2 separate regions of the Mus musculus genome follow, and region 1 is linked to region 2. Evidence: chromatin contacts called from public HiChIP or PLAC-seq data. All regions are on one chromosome and are shown on one strand. The core of a region is the stretch at or near the end of the contact, and the rest is flanking DNA. Distances in the headings are between cores, read along the strand shown.

What was found. HiChIP or PLAC-seq counts read pairs in DNA pulled down with a chosen protein or histone mark.
Region 1: an HNF4G HiChIP or PLAC-seq map of pancreatic cancer cells shows a contact between it and region 2. The contact joins two enhancer-like sites.

The regions. Positions count from the first base shown.
Region 1 is chr2:146,522,614-146,529,081 of GRCm38.p6, forward strand. No RefSeq gene overlaps it. Among named protein-coding and RNA genes, the nearest start is that of Ralgapa2, 14 kb to the left of the region's middle. Within about 2 kb of position 2,723, at least 21 of the 459 cell types and tissues checked have an H3K27ac peak or open chromatin away from gene starts, as enhancers often do. A contact at or near this core is called in pancreatic cancer cells, where this site is marked.
Region 2 is chr2:145,841,863-145,848,829 of GRCm38.p6, forward strand. It overlaps Rin2 (Ras and Rab interactor 2), which reads left to right. Exons shown (of 13, transcript NM_028724.4): 5 at 2,849-3,041; 6 at 6,903-6,967. Among named protein-coding and RNA genes, the nearest start is that of Gm39954, 49 kb to the right of the region's middle. Within about 2 kb of position 1,744, at least 55 of the 459 cell types and tissues checked have an H3K27ac peak or open chromatin away from gene starts, as enhancers often do. A contact at or near this core is called in pancreatic cancer cells, where this site is marked.

The DNA.
Region 1 (6,468 bases), core at 1,473-3,972, 680 kb after region 2:
GCAGATAGGAGAAAATGAGCAGACTTCTGGACTTCTTGCCTGCAGTAATTTCTCCTCACTTCAGCTATTTCCATTTTATGAGTTGAGATGTATTGCTCAATGAAAGACTAAAACTGTGGGTTGGCTCCCAGTCCTTCCAATCAAGCAAAGAAAACCACAAGCAATGCTAACAAGTCTTACTTACTATTTTCAGTTTCGGTGGTCCTTGATTTTTCCACTATTATTCAGATTTTTTTAACTTTTGAAAGTTTCTGATATTTACTATTTTTTTCACTAATGTAAATGTGACGTGCATTCACAAGTTGAATCCAAGTGTTAATTCTGTTTTGATTAATAAGATGAGAATACATTCAAAATAGATGTATGATGGGTATTATGTACTTTTTGGCTAATATCCACTTATCAGTGAGTATATACTATGAATGTCCTTTCGGGTCTGGATTCCCTCACTCAGGATGATATTTTCTAGTTATATCCATCTGCCTCTATCACAATCATCATCGTCATCATGAGCAGCAGCAGTGGTTTTTTTGAAGGCATGGAATTTTAAGGAGAAAACAGGGTAGTCTGTGCTAGGATGTGCTGGTAAATCCTGATTGGACAGGTTAGCCAGTGTAGACAGGAATGAGTCAGTGGCCAAATAAGGGAATGGACCTTGGGAGCTTGCTTTCACCTAACAGTTTTTAGCAAGGGAGAGAGAATGGGAAAGAGCAAAACCTGTCGGCACCATGTTGGCCCTGCTTGGGCCTGTTAGAGAGCGCTCCGCTTTCTCTTCATTAGTCTATCTTTTCATCTTCTACCTCGTTTGCAGCCCTTCTCCGTGAACAACACTAATGTTTATCACTTGTCATTGCCTTTCTTCATAAACTTTTAAAAATGGCTAATAGACTTATCTGATCCTTTTTTCTCAGCCAGTTTTCATACTCCAGAGAAGTCATTAACAAAGAGGAGACAGACCAGCCCTCATCTCAAAGAGCTCCCTGAGTGATGTGGGAGACAGATGACTACTTACATAGAAGCGATTGATAAGAGCAATTCATGAAGGGAAGGCAGTGAGGAAAAGAGGATTGGGCAGTGGGAATTAAGCAGGGTCAAACATGACACGTGAGTTGGGACAGGGAGCAAAAGAAAGGCAAAAGATGCAATAACAGGCCACGTGAGGCTTGGTAGAAACTTGGTTTTGTGGAATTACTACCTGATAGGCTTAGGCTAGGGGCTTCTCTCAACACTCGCTGCAGTGGGTCTCTCTTTGTTGTTCACACAGCTACTGCCCTAGGCTGCAGGCACCCAACTGCCTGTGAGTCTGTAAGCCTCACTTCCAAAGGAAGTGAGCACTGCTAAGCACTGCTCTCAGAGCTTTTGTAATCCACACATCCTTTATGATAGATGTACAACAGATATTCGATAACTAACAGGACCAATGAGTGCTTTCTCTCTTCCCATGGTCACCCTGGAATCAGAAGCATGCATTATAGACTTCTCATTAACTTTGTGGTGCAAGACAACTCCCCCCAAAACCCATAAGAAGGAAACCCTGCATTGCCTTGAGGGACTGAACTTTCCTTGGATACCCCCCACTATGCTGTCTTTCAACAGCATCAAGAATCTCCCTAATAAATCTCTTACTCAAAAAACCTCTTGCCTTGTTTCTCTCTTGAGCTTCACAAGTTGACTTGTTTCTCTTTTCCCTTTCCATCAGTTTAACCATAAGACCTCATAATGGCATTGCAAAATTTCAAAATTCTTAAAGGCATCATTTTATAGGGTGGAATGGTGAGTAGTTAAATACTCTCACTGTGATGTGTTACCTCAACACAGGTCCCAAAGTGACAGGACCAACAGGCCAGGAACCATAACCTTCACAACTACAAGTCAAAGCAAACCAATCTCTCTGTTAAGTTGGAAAACTAACACACCCTAACATTACCTGTGCAGTCTTAAGTGGGAGACATAATTCTCCAATCCTCTGCTTCTCACACCTATGAAAGGAGATTAAATTGTACATTTGAAAGGAGATAAACTAGGGTATTTATTTTAGGGCACAAACAAGCATTAAAGGAATCTTGCACAATGCCCAGTTTGAAGAAACTTCATAAATATTATTTTGTTTTTCTTTCTTCCAGACTTCCTTAAACATATGAACAGGGTGGCTCCTACAGGCTAAAACTGTGCGTTCATGTGTCCCTGTGTTTATGACTATGTCATCTGGTATGGAGGAAGGGGATGCCATTGCTGCACTTCCCATGATTTTACATAGCTTTCACTCAAGACATCAGCAGAATAAGCCGAAGCAAGGGTTTGCAGAGCCTCTGTTCCCTATGACAGTTAATCATTGTCAGCTCGACTTGATTTATAGTATATAAACCATATCGATAATTTCAGCTATAATCATAATAAAAATAATGTTTAGAGGCTTAAAGATTGGTATGAGTAACCTATCCAAAATATGCTGTACTTTTTAGTCTGTAACAGCTTGCACAAACTAGGCAAACCTCAAAGAGTTGCTTCTGTCACACTGGCCTATGGGCATGTCTATGGGCATTTTTCTTGGTTAATGATTTACATGGGAGGGTCTAAGCCACACACACACACACACACACACACACACACACACACACACACAGGGTACTTAAGAAAGGTCACTGAGCAAGCCCTAGGAGTAAGCCAATTGACAGCACTCCTCCCTGGCCTCTGATTCAGCTCCTGTTGCTGTTTGAGTTCCTGTCTTGGTTAACCTGTAAGCCAAACAAATATTTTCTTTTTCTCCATGATGGTTTGGGTCAGTGTTTTTATCACAGCAACAAAGACGCAAACTAGGGCAAATGTCAAGTGCTGTTTCTCCTCTCTCCGCCTCCGCCTCTGCCTCCCCCTCCCCCTCCCCCCCCTTCATCCCTCCCTCCCTTCCTTTCTCTCTCTCTCTCTCTCTCTCTCTCTCTCTCTCTCTCTCTCTCTCTCTCTCTCTCTCTCTCTCGTTTATTTTTTAAAGAGTCTAATGAGGAAGTATTTTATCCCCAATATTATCAACAAAAAGAGTAATGTCAATGATTTTGCTGAGTCACAAAATAGATATTTTTTTTCTGACTCCAGAAGAAAAAAAAAAGCATGCAAGAAGGACAGTGCTTTTTAAAAGCATAAACGACCCAAGTCATCTTTGGATATAGTATAAAAAATTCACTTGATACATTGTGCCATTGAATGAAACTAAACAAATTGGTCATCAAATGCCTCTAATCCTAGTATCTGTTATAACATTTGAAAGTGAATAATGATACATTCTAAAGATAAGTGCCAATTGTATCTATGAAAGGCAGAAATAGATTTGTTTTTATGTAAGAATCTTAAGGTTGCTCAAGCACTGGAACATTCAGGGATGACTTTCTACATCAGGACCTCTTGATCTCTGCAAGAGGAGCGACATGTGAAAGTAAAATGCCGGAGCCACAGAATACAAGGACTAAAGAAGAAAATTCTTCCTCATTGAAGATGGGTTATTAGCCATATTTTACAGCATTACAAAGTAGTATGTCTCATTATTTTAAGTATGAAGAGGAAGAGAATTTGGTGGCATACGCCTTTAACCCCCAGTGCTTGGGAGGCAGAGGCAAGTAGATCTCTGAGTTCAAGGCCAAGCTGGTCTACAAAATGAATTCCAGGACAGCCAGGGCTACACAGAGAAACCCTGTCTTGAAAAAACCAAAAAGGAAAAAGAAACAAAGAAAGAAAAACAAAAGAATTCAAAAATATTTCTCTGTTACTCTCCCACCCCCACCCCCCCACCTCCCTACCCCCGCTGCCTACACATACTTCCTTAAGAGCCTTGATTTCTCTCGCCTGTGTGTGTGACATCTTAGAACTAAATTGTGTCTTGTGGAGTGGTTTTGACTTACTAACAATTGGTTCCGTTTCTGAACACATAAATACTTTCAGAAATGCATTTGTAATCTGTTCTCCCCCACCCTACTATGACAATGGTCACTTGATTTGGGATAGTATAAAGCCCTTCAAGAAAATACCATGGCAGAAAAAAACCTCCACACCATCTGAATGCAATTCTTTAGGATGGTCATAGTTAGCCTTGAATTCATATATAATTATATAAATACAAATAAATGTTTGAAGCAAGGCTGTCCTCTATGAACCTGTCTCATTTGGTATAAACTTAATGGACCCACTTTGCTTCCATTCCATTTTTCTCTATTCATTTTCCAGGGAAATTTTGCAACTGCAGCCAGCCCATTATACTGCAATTGCTCAATGAGGAAAACCTTTGTTTTCTTTTTATTGAAAAATAAACTTTCCTCTTACATAATATATCCTGATTATGTTTCCCCTCCTTCTTCTCCAAGTTCCTTCCTCCCTACCCCCTCATTCTGATCCACCCCCTTTCTGTCTCTCATTAGAAAACAGACACTCTTCTAAATGAGGATAGGGTGGGATAGGATTGGATATAAGGTAAAACAAATACTAACTCATCACAATAGGATAAAACAAACAGAAGGAAAAGAGCCCAAGAAGAGGCACAAAACCTAACACTAAACTGGAAGCCATAATATAATACACAAAGGACATATAGGCTAATCAAGAAAGGGGGGGAGGGAGAGAGAGAATGTGTGTGTGTGTAATTAAAATTTAAAAATTAAATTAAAAATAAAGGAAAAGTTGCAATAACAGTATGAGATAGGGAACCTCCAAAGATGCCCTTGAGTTCATTTTCTGTTCAATATCTACTGGAGTCATGCACACTACCCTTAAAGTAGTCTGTATCCTCAGTGAGACTCCTTTGGAGGAAACTAAATTTATATTTGCAAAAGGTTATTAATTGGCGATTACATCAGGGTTAGGAAGAGAGTTATGAGTCCACTGCTCCTTTCTGCTCTAGGATTCCCATCTGCTGCAGGCTCATGCAGGCACTGTGCATGCTACCTCAGTCTCTGTGACTCATATGCATATCCATCATGTTGCTTTCGAGGGTCTTGCTTTCTTGGTGTCTTCTATCCCCTTTGGCTCTTGTGCTTGTCCAGCCTCTTCTTCCACAGGGCTCCCTGAGCTCTGAGGGGGGAGAGATTTGATGGAGACCCCTTTGGCCAACAACCAATTAGATGTAACCCAACCTCAGTACTGAAAGCTTCATTTGGTGACAAGAGATGGCCAAGTGGGGCTTTGTCGCCACCATTATTAGCCGATTTCATTTAGACTGCCTCCATATATGCATCTATTTTAGAAAGCTTCTATTGTATTAGGGTTCCATGCTACCTCTCAAATGGCCCTTACGTTTAGCTGTCTCTTCCCATATTTCTTCCCTTATTCCCCTCTTCCTTCCCTCTTCCCACTTGACACTCCCGTTCCAGTCCCCCTTGCCCCATTCATCCATAACCCATCTATTTCCCAGTCCTAGGGAGATCTACCTGCCCCCCAAGTCCCTTACTCTACTCCTAACCTCTTGCTTCTACAGATTATAGTTTGGTTATCATTCACCTAATCTATCATTGACTTAACAATAGCCACAAATAAGCAAATGCATACCACATGTCTCTCTCTGACAGTAGTCCACTAAATCTCTAAACCTGTAAACCAGCCCCAATTAAATGTTTTTCCTTATAAGAGTCACAGTGGTAATAGTTGTCTCTTTATAGCAATAGAAACCCTAAGACATGAACCATAGCAATTGTATTGTAATCTCAGAACCTATGAGACACTCTGTGGGGCAACAGTCCTCTTCCTAGCTGACCCTACCTTGGCTGAAGAACACTAGCTCAGCCTCATGTCTAATGTTAGAACTAATGTCAAGTTAGAAAGCAAAGGTCCTCTAGAAGCCTTCATTGTACGAAAGGCACACTGGGGAGGTCAGAGATCTTTAGTCGGGTTCTTGTTAACACAGACAAGACAAACTGTAGATTGACAGAGACGATCAGCAAGTAAAACTTGTATTTGGAATAGGAAGTATCTGAGAAAGTAAATGCATACTAAGTGTGTATGCATTTACTTTCTCAGATACACAGGCAGTCTGTGAGAGCCACCCTGTATCTGGGATGTTATTTTCAGGGTTTCAGAGACACTGATTAGGGAGACAAGTTTTGTGGGAATCATTTGACTAGTTCTACCTTTTATGCAGAGGTCTGGGGATCGAGCTGTTAGTGTTTGTTTACAAGCATGAGGATCCAAGTTCATATCCCTACTATCCACATAACTAGTCAGATCTGGTCTTGAGTCTCTATAACCCCAGTGGTGGGTGTTAAGAAAGGAGCATTCCAGGGGCTTGCTGGGCAGTCAGTCTAGCTGACTTGATGAGCCCCCGGTTCACTTAGAGACCATGTCTCAAAAGATAATGTGGGAAGTAATTAAAGAAGACATCCCACCTACACCTGGCCTCCACATGCACACACACCCCCCCCCACCTCACAGAGAGAGACAGAGTCACACACAGAGACAGAGACTCAGAGAGAGGGACTTAATCTACACAACAAACTA
Region 2 (6,967 bases), core at 494-2,993:
TTGTTAAAATATGGTAAATTAGTGTTGACTGGAAATGTTGGGCTATGGTTTTTGAGTTGGTTTGGTTTGGTTTGGTTTGGTTTGGTTTGGTTTGGTTTGGTTTGGTTTGGTTTGAAGTGCTGAGGAACCTACTGAGGGCTTTGAACATACTAGGCAAGTGCTGTATTCCCATATCTCCCTGACTCTGAAATAATGATTTTGAACTTCAAGCATCTCTTTAGTGGCATGTTACCATCCCCTCCTCCAGCCCCCTAACAAAAACAAACAGCTAACTGATCAGAACCCAAAGTGCACGTTTCCTACTTAGCTCTGCAGCCAAGTGACACATACATCGGAGTCCTCAGATGTACAAGATGCATGTTCCCCAGAGTCTGGGAGAACTGCAGCGGCTCTGGTCCACCAGGACCTACAGAATCAGAATTGTGGGGGTCAAAACCAGGAGCCTGTGGCTGCACCAGTCCCCAGAGGATCCCCACACTCAAAAATTTGGCAAGGTGTAAAGCCTTTAAATGTGGGTCCAGTTGGATTCCCCTGCATTCTCATACCCACATCCTGCCTCAAAGTGTCATTGACTTGACCTGGGGAGCAGTGTCACTATTGACTCTTAAGTTTCTCTGATGATCCCTGTAAATGGCCAGGGTAGAGAGGCAGTGGTCGTCAGGTAACTCACCTGTGCAAAAGGGATTTTAGCATCAGCTTTCCTTGGAAGAGTTTGTTCTTTTACCTCTTATGAATCGTCACTTTAGAACACCCAGAGGGACTTCAGTGGCTTTTGCATAAAGGACAGCTGTAATCTCACTGGCTTGATCTCCTGGGTTCAACTGATCTCTCTACCTCAGCCTCGTGCATAGATGGTGCTTTAGCTATGCATCTAGAAGAAAAATGAAATATGGGGCTGTTTAGATTGGTATAAAACCAAGACACTGGGGCCAGGGGTGGGATGGTCTTCCCAGGGCTCTGGTTCTGTCTCCATGATGTCAGCACGGCTTGGCTGTTTCTGAGGCCTGACATCACCCACATAGACAATCTCATGTCTCCTTTCTGCAACCCTCCACTCTTCCATCCTCCCCAATCTTGAGGCTTTATCTAGTGCACACCCTGGGTGTGTGTTTGATGACTGAATATATCCCACACTGAGCATGCGTTCCTGCTGCCTGTTCCAGGACTGTGCTAGGGACTTGTTCATTCCAAGTCAGGAACGATATCAGTGTTAGGAGAAGGAGAGAGTCCCCAGAGCTAAGCCACCTTGGACTAGAATTTCAGGACTCTTCTCCCTAGCACGTACATGCTCTTGATCAAGATCTGGCCTCTGATCCTTTTTTTGTGCTGTGTTCTGTTGTGTTTTTGAAACAGTATCTCACCTGTAGCCTTGGCTGGCCTGGAACTCACTATGTAAATCAATCTGGCCTCCAACTCAAAACCAGCCAAACTTCTGGGGTTAAAGGCCTGTGCTACACACTTGGCTGCCTTGGATTTCTTGGTCCTTCTTCCTCCATTTCTAAGTGCTAGACTTACACCGGTCATACGTGTGTGTGCCTAGACCATCACCCTCTTTAAAACCAGCATCATAGTACATAGTGTGGTACTTCAAGAAGTAAATGATTGATTGCACGCTGGCAGAGTCCAGCAGCTCCATACATCCTCAGGCTTCAGTTTGCTCACTCCTCACCTACAGTTAAGTGTTGGCAGTGAAGGAGGCTTATTTGTCGATATGATTCACAGACCACAAAACCTCTCCATTTGTAGGACATGAGTCATTCCGGAGTTTTTAGTGGATTCATGACATTGTGTAGTCCTTGTTGTTACCACGTACCACATTCCCTACAACTCCCAAAGACACCTGGTACCTGTTTGTAGTTGATTCTCATCTCTCTCTTCTTTAATCTTAGCCAACCACTAACCTACTTTCTCTCCCTAAGACTTTTCCCATTCTGAACTTGTACAATTGAGTCAGATAATACTGTGACCTTAGCTCAGTGCCCCGTTGCCCCACCACCACAGCAGGTGACAGACTCACACACCTGGCTCTTCTCACTTAGCATGCTGTTCTCCAGGGGCATTGTGTGGTAGCCTTCCACTTTGTAGCTGAGTAATCTAGCTTAGCCTCTTATCAGTAGTCACATTTTGGGTTGCATCTCTGTTTTTTTTTTAATGTTTTTTTTAATTGTTTATTTGTGGGGTTCGGGTTGTTTGTTTGTTGCTGTTGAGGCAAGTTCTCACTATGTTCCCCCATCTGACCTTGAATTCACAGAGATCTGCCTTAGCTCCACTGCCTGACTGCTGAGATTAAAGGCATGTGCCACTTCACCACACCCAACTATAAAAAGCTTTTAGGGCACATATTTGTTGGCTTTTATGAATAATGTCATATAATTTTACGAACATCGCATACAGCACCACTGAATTATGATATTTTATTATCCATAATGTTGGGGATAAAGAATATTTAGGTTTGTAAGAAGAAATGAAAACCAGTAATTTAGATACAGAACAAATATCCTTAAGTGTGTTTTGACTGTAATACAGCTCAACAGAACTTGTGTTTGTGACAAGTGCTTTTAAGCATTGAGACTTCAGGCATCAGAAAGCCTGAAATTTAGCAGTTTGAAGTTCTGTCCTCCAAGTAGCAAATACTTTAGCCCAAAGACAAACAAGCCTAAGCCAAACAGTTTATGGTACTTAGGACCTTTTGAAAATACGGGAGAGTAAAATAAGAAATGAATCTGTCCTCCATACTTTTTGACTGGAGGGCGGTGACCCCATTGTATACATATGCTGTGACAGATCTGTCCAGTAAGTTTCAGGGAACAGCATCAGTCATTGAGCCCTGTTCTTTTCTTTATTCTAGCATGGTGAGACACAAGGATGGTGGCTACTCTGAAGACAAGGATGGGAAGACATGTCCCCGAGACTCTGGCTATGACAGCCTCTCCAACAGGCTCAGCATTCTGGACCGGCTCCTGCATACCCATCCCATATGGCTGCAGCTGAGTCTGAGTGAGGAGGAGGCAGCAGAGGTCCTGCAGGCCCAGCCTCCAGGGGTAAGAGCCAAAACTCGGGAGCTGAGGCAGGTATGCTGCTGCCTGACAAAGAAACAGTTGGGAAAATTGCCAGAAAGTTCTTTCCAGCTCCTGGGTCATATGGCTTCCAGTATAGACATCAAATACAATGCAGGAAAACTCTGGTCCATAAGGCAGTCTCTAGGAGTAGATTCCTTTCCAGGCCTGTCTTCATCTTCTCAATTATGGGACTGTATGGCTCAGCAGGGTGCCAGGGCATCAAAGGAAGGAAGCGGAGCCCCTGGCCAGAGGTCCAGGCCTGACCTTCTGAGCCTGCTTCTGGATCCCTGGTTGTCCCCTATGCTCTTCTTTCACTCTGAGTTAAGAAACCCTGTGAGGTTCAGTCATTCATCTGGGAATACAACCTTAGAAAGGTCTGTGACCAGAGGCTTGTCTTCTTGGGCTGCCCGTCTTCTCCTTGACTTTTCAGTAGCTTTCCATGTCAATCAAAATCTGATTGTGTTTCAGCAGCTACTACCTATCCGCGACCATTGCTTCCCCTTAGTCAGGCTACTCACTGTAGCTAGACATGGCAGCTTATATCTGTAATCCTGGTACTTGGGAGACTGAGGCAGAAGGATCTAGGTTCAAGACCAGCCTGGGCAATGTAGAAAAACTCTGTGTGTGTGTGTGTGTGTGTGTGTGTGTGTGTGTGTGGGTGTATGTATGTGTATGTGTGTAGTATATTTTATATATATGTATATATATACATATATACATATATACTATATGTGTGTATGTATGTATGTATATATATGTGTATATATATATATACACAAATACATATATATACATATACACATACATACATATATGGCACTAGGGAATAGCTCAGTAGATAAGGCACTGGTCATATAAAGTATAAGAACTAGAGTATGGATCCACCAGCCAATCTGTGAGCTCTGGATTCAATTGAACAATCTCAGTAAATATAGCATAGAGTAATTGACAAAGATACCTGATATCAACTTTGGGTCTAAATAAATAAATAAATAAATACCACTTCACGGCTCCATTTCTTAAAAATAAACAGCAACAGCAAAACATTATTCATTGTGACTGGCATATCCTGTGTTGTTCACTGTGATAAGGTCTCACCTATATTGTAGCTATTTAAGTTCTAACACACTACAGTGAATGAAAATAGCAGCTCAGTTATGGACTTTCCCTAACCACATTTTCAGTACTCAGGGCTCACAGGAAGCTGCCATAGGGGAAGGTTCAGGATAGAGGCTCTCTGTCACTGTAGAACATCACTCTGTGCGATGTCCACTGCCAAACAGAAGACAAATACAATAAATCACAGACAAAATAAGGCTTAAAGCGTTTGATAGATACAAATAGATACAAAGTAACTAAGCCATACATGGATAGTATGGGGAAAAATTCTATTAACAGCTAGCTGAGGAATGTCATAGCAGCAGGGTACCAAATTCAGCTTTAGAGTCCTGCAGCTGCTAGGGCCTACCTCTGTCACTCTCTGTCCTTAGAAGTGAATCTGCCTGTCTTTGCTTCTTTCTTCCTTCCTAAATACAGAAACAGACAGGACTAAGAATTTCATGACATCAAGACCACTGGGGCTGTCAGTGCAGAGGTGGGCCTGCCATGTGCTGCTGTGTAGGTGGAGTCCTCCCAGCTCCAGGAAGGGCTATGAGGGGCACTATTTGATCATCCTTGGAAAGAATTCCCTAAGCAGCATACTGAGCTGTTGCCCCCAGGCTTGGTCTCTATGGTCAGAAACTTCTTCCTGGGAGCCTCTGCTTTCTACCAGTTGATTTATGTGCTTGTGCATCTCTGCCAAAAGTTCTGAAGCAGGACCTTACCAGGTAGTAGTTCCCCACCCTGCCCTGCTCCCCTCCTGGGTGGGGCATAGCCATTCCTGCTGAGGCTTGTATGAGGAGCAAGCTAGCAGAATAGTCTCTCTATCCACGTACCTGAGCTCTTGACAGAGCTTTCCTGACAAGATGGGGCAGGCTGAGGACAGGCGCCATGTGGACCAGAAGTGATGGTGGGGACTGAAGGAAAAGCAGGTGGCTAGAGGCCTGGTCCTGGTGGCGTGAATGTATGAATGTACTGAGGATGTTTCGGTACCCTTAATTAAGCAAGAGGTCTGTGGACAGCTCTGTAAGGAGCCTGAGTGTGGAGATAGTTGGTTTGTCTGGCCATGCAGTGTCTGTCATACCTACACAGCACAGGCTTTTGCCAGGCAGAAGCAGCTACAGATAGTATGTGAAGGGGGTAAGCAGCTCTGCTTCAATACAGAGTTACTCACAGAAACAGGACCAGGGTGGATGCATTCTGCAAGCCTGACTTTGTCAGCCCCTGTGACGTCAAGCCTGGAGAGTGTACTCCTGTTCCCCTGGTCCCTAGCTGGTCTCCAGGGAAGTCCCCATGTTTTGTTTCATACAGGGTTTCTCTGTGTGGCCTTGGCTGTCCTGTAGAAGGGAGCTGTGCTTCATCTCTGCCAACAGCCGCCTCTCAGAGCTTGGATCCCTTACCCCAAACACATTCACCCAGGATGTCATTTGCAGGGCTTCTGCCTCAGTTTTAATTTGTCCCAGAGCCCGAGTGATCAGATATGTGAACCAGGAGAGTTCCATGGATGGTCTATTGTTACTGAGGGGTGGGGGGGACTCAAAAGATTTTCTGGTCACACCTTCCCCCAATAAGCATCATGGGTAGTGTAAACATAAAAAGAAAGGCAAAGATCTCCAGGGTGGGGGTGGGTGAGGGGGTCAGCTGTGAAATACTGTAGCAAGAGAGAGAAGGTGAGCGTGTAAGGTTCGAATGCAGAGGAAAGAGATAATTAGTGTGGGATCTTTAAGGAAAAGGGACCATTTGCTATAGACAGGGACCAGGACTTAGCCAAGGCCACCACACTCTGCACTTCACTTGATGTGCAGGCAGGTGGATGATGCTTCCTGGAGCTAAGAGGACTCAACCTACACAGCAGAGCATGGCTGGCCTGCTTCTGCACTGGCAGGCCCAGTGGCCTTGACGTCGTCACTGGAAATTGTTTTGGTCTAAAACAATTTGGTGAAGACAGTGTTGGGACCAGAGAGAGCAGCCTCAGTGTTGGCTGGGGTGACCGTCAGAGACCTGATACCTACCTCCCAAATGATGCAGCCATTGTTTTCCTTCTCAAGGTTTTTGCCATTGTCTGACTTGACGTACTATCTCATTTTTCAAAAGAAGCTAGAAATTCATATTCAAAAGCAAAACCTAAAACTATAAAATAACTGCTTTTTTCACTCTTAGCAAATTCGAGTTCCTCTCTCAAATTTGCCATGAGCTCACACATTTGCCAGTGAACTCACAGTTTACCATCTACAGTTTGACCATGTGATCTTTGTTTAGAATTTGTTTCACCCACCAATACAGCTATTTGAGACAGTGCAAGAGTCACCAGAATGCCAGTGCAAACAAGGGATGGGTAAGGTTGGGATGGGTCAGAGTGAAAACAGGGTTCCTCTAAGCCCCTTTTGAATACGTTATTTTCATTTCATGTGCATTGATGTTTTGCCTGCATCTATGTTTGTGTGAAGGTGTCCACTCCTCTGAAACTGGAGTTACAGGCAGTTGTGAGCTGCCACGAGGGCACTGGGAATTGAACCCTGGTCTTCTGGAAGGGTAGCCAGTGTTCTTGACCACTGAGCCACCTCTACGGCCCCTAAGCCCCTTTTGAAAGTGAAGTGTGTTCAGTAAGCTCGGAACTTTCTCTGTAGAGTGTCCTGCACCGAGCTGTCTATGGGAAATGTTTTATTCACGGGGTATCATATATAGGAAAAAGCATGCACCCGGGTTTCAATCTTCTTAACATGTGTTTTGTTTTCCTTCTCCTAGATCTTTTTGGTTCGGAAATCCTCCAAAATGCAGAAGAAAGTCCTCTCCCTTCGCCTGCCCTGTGA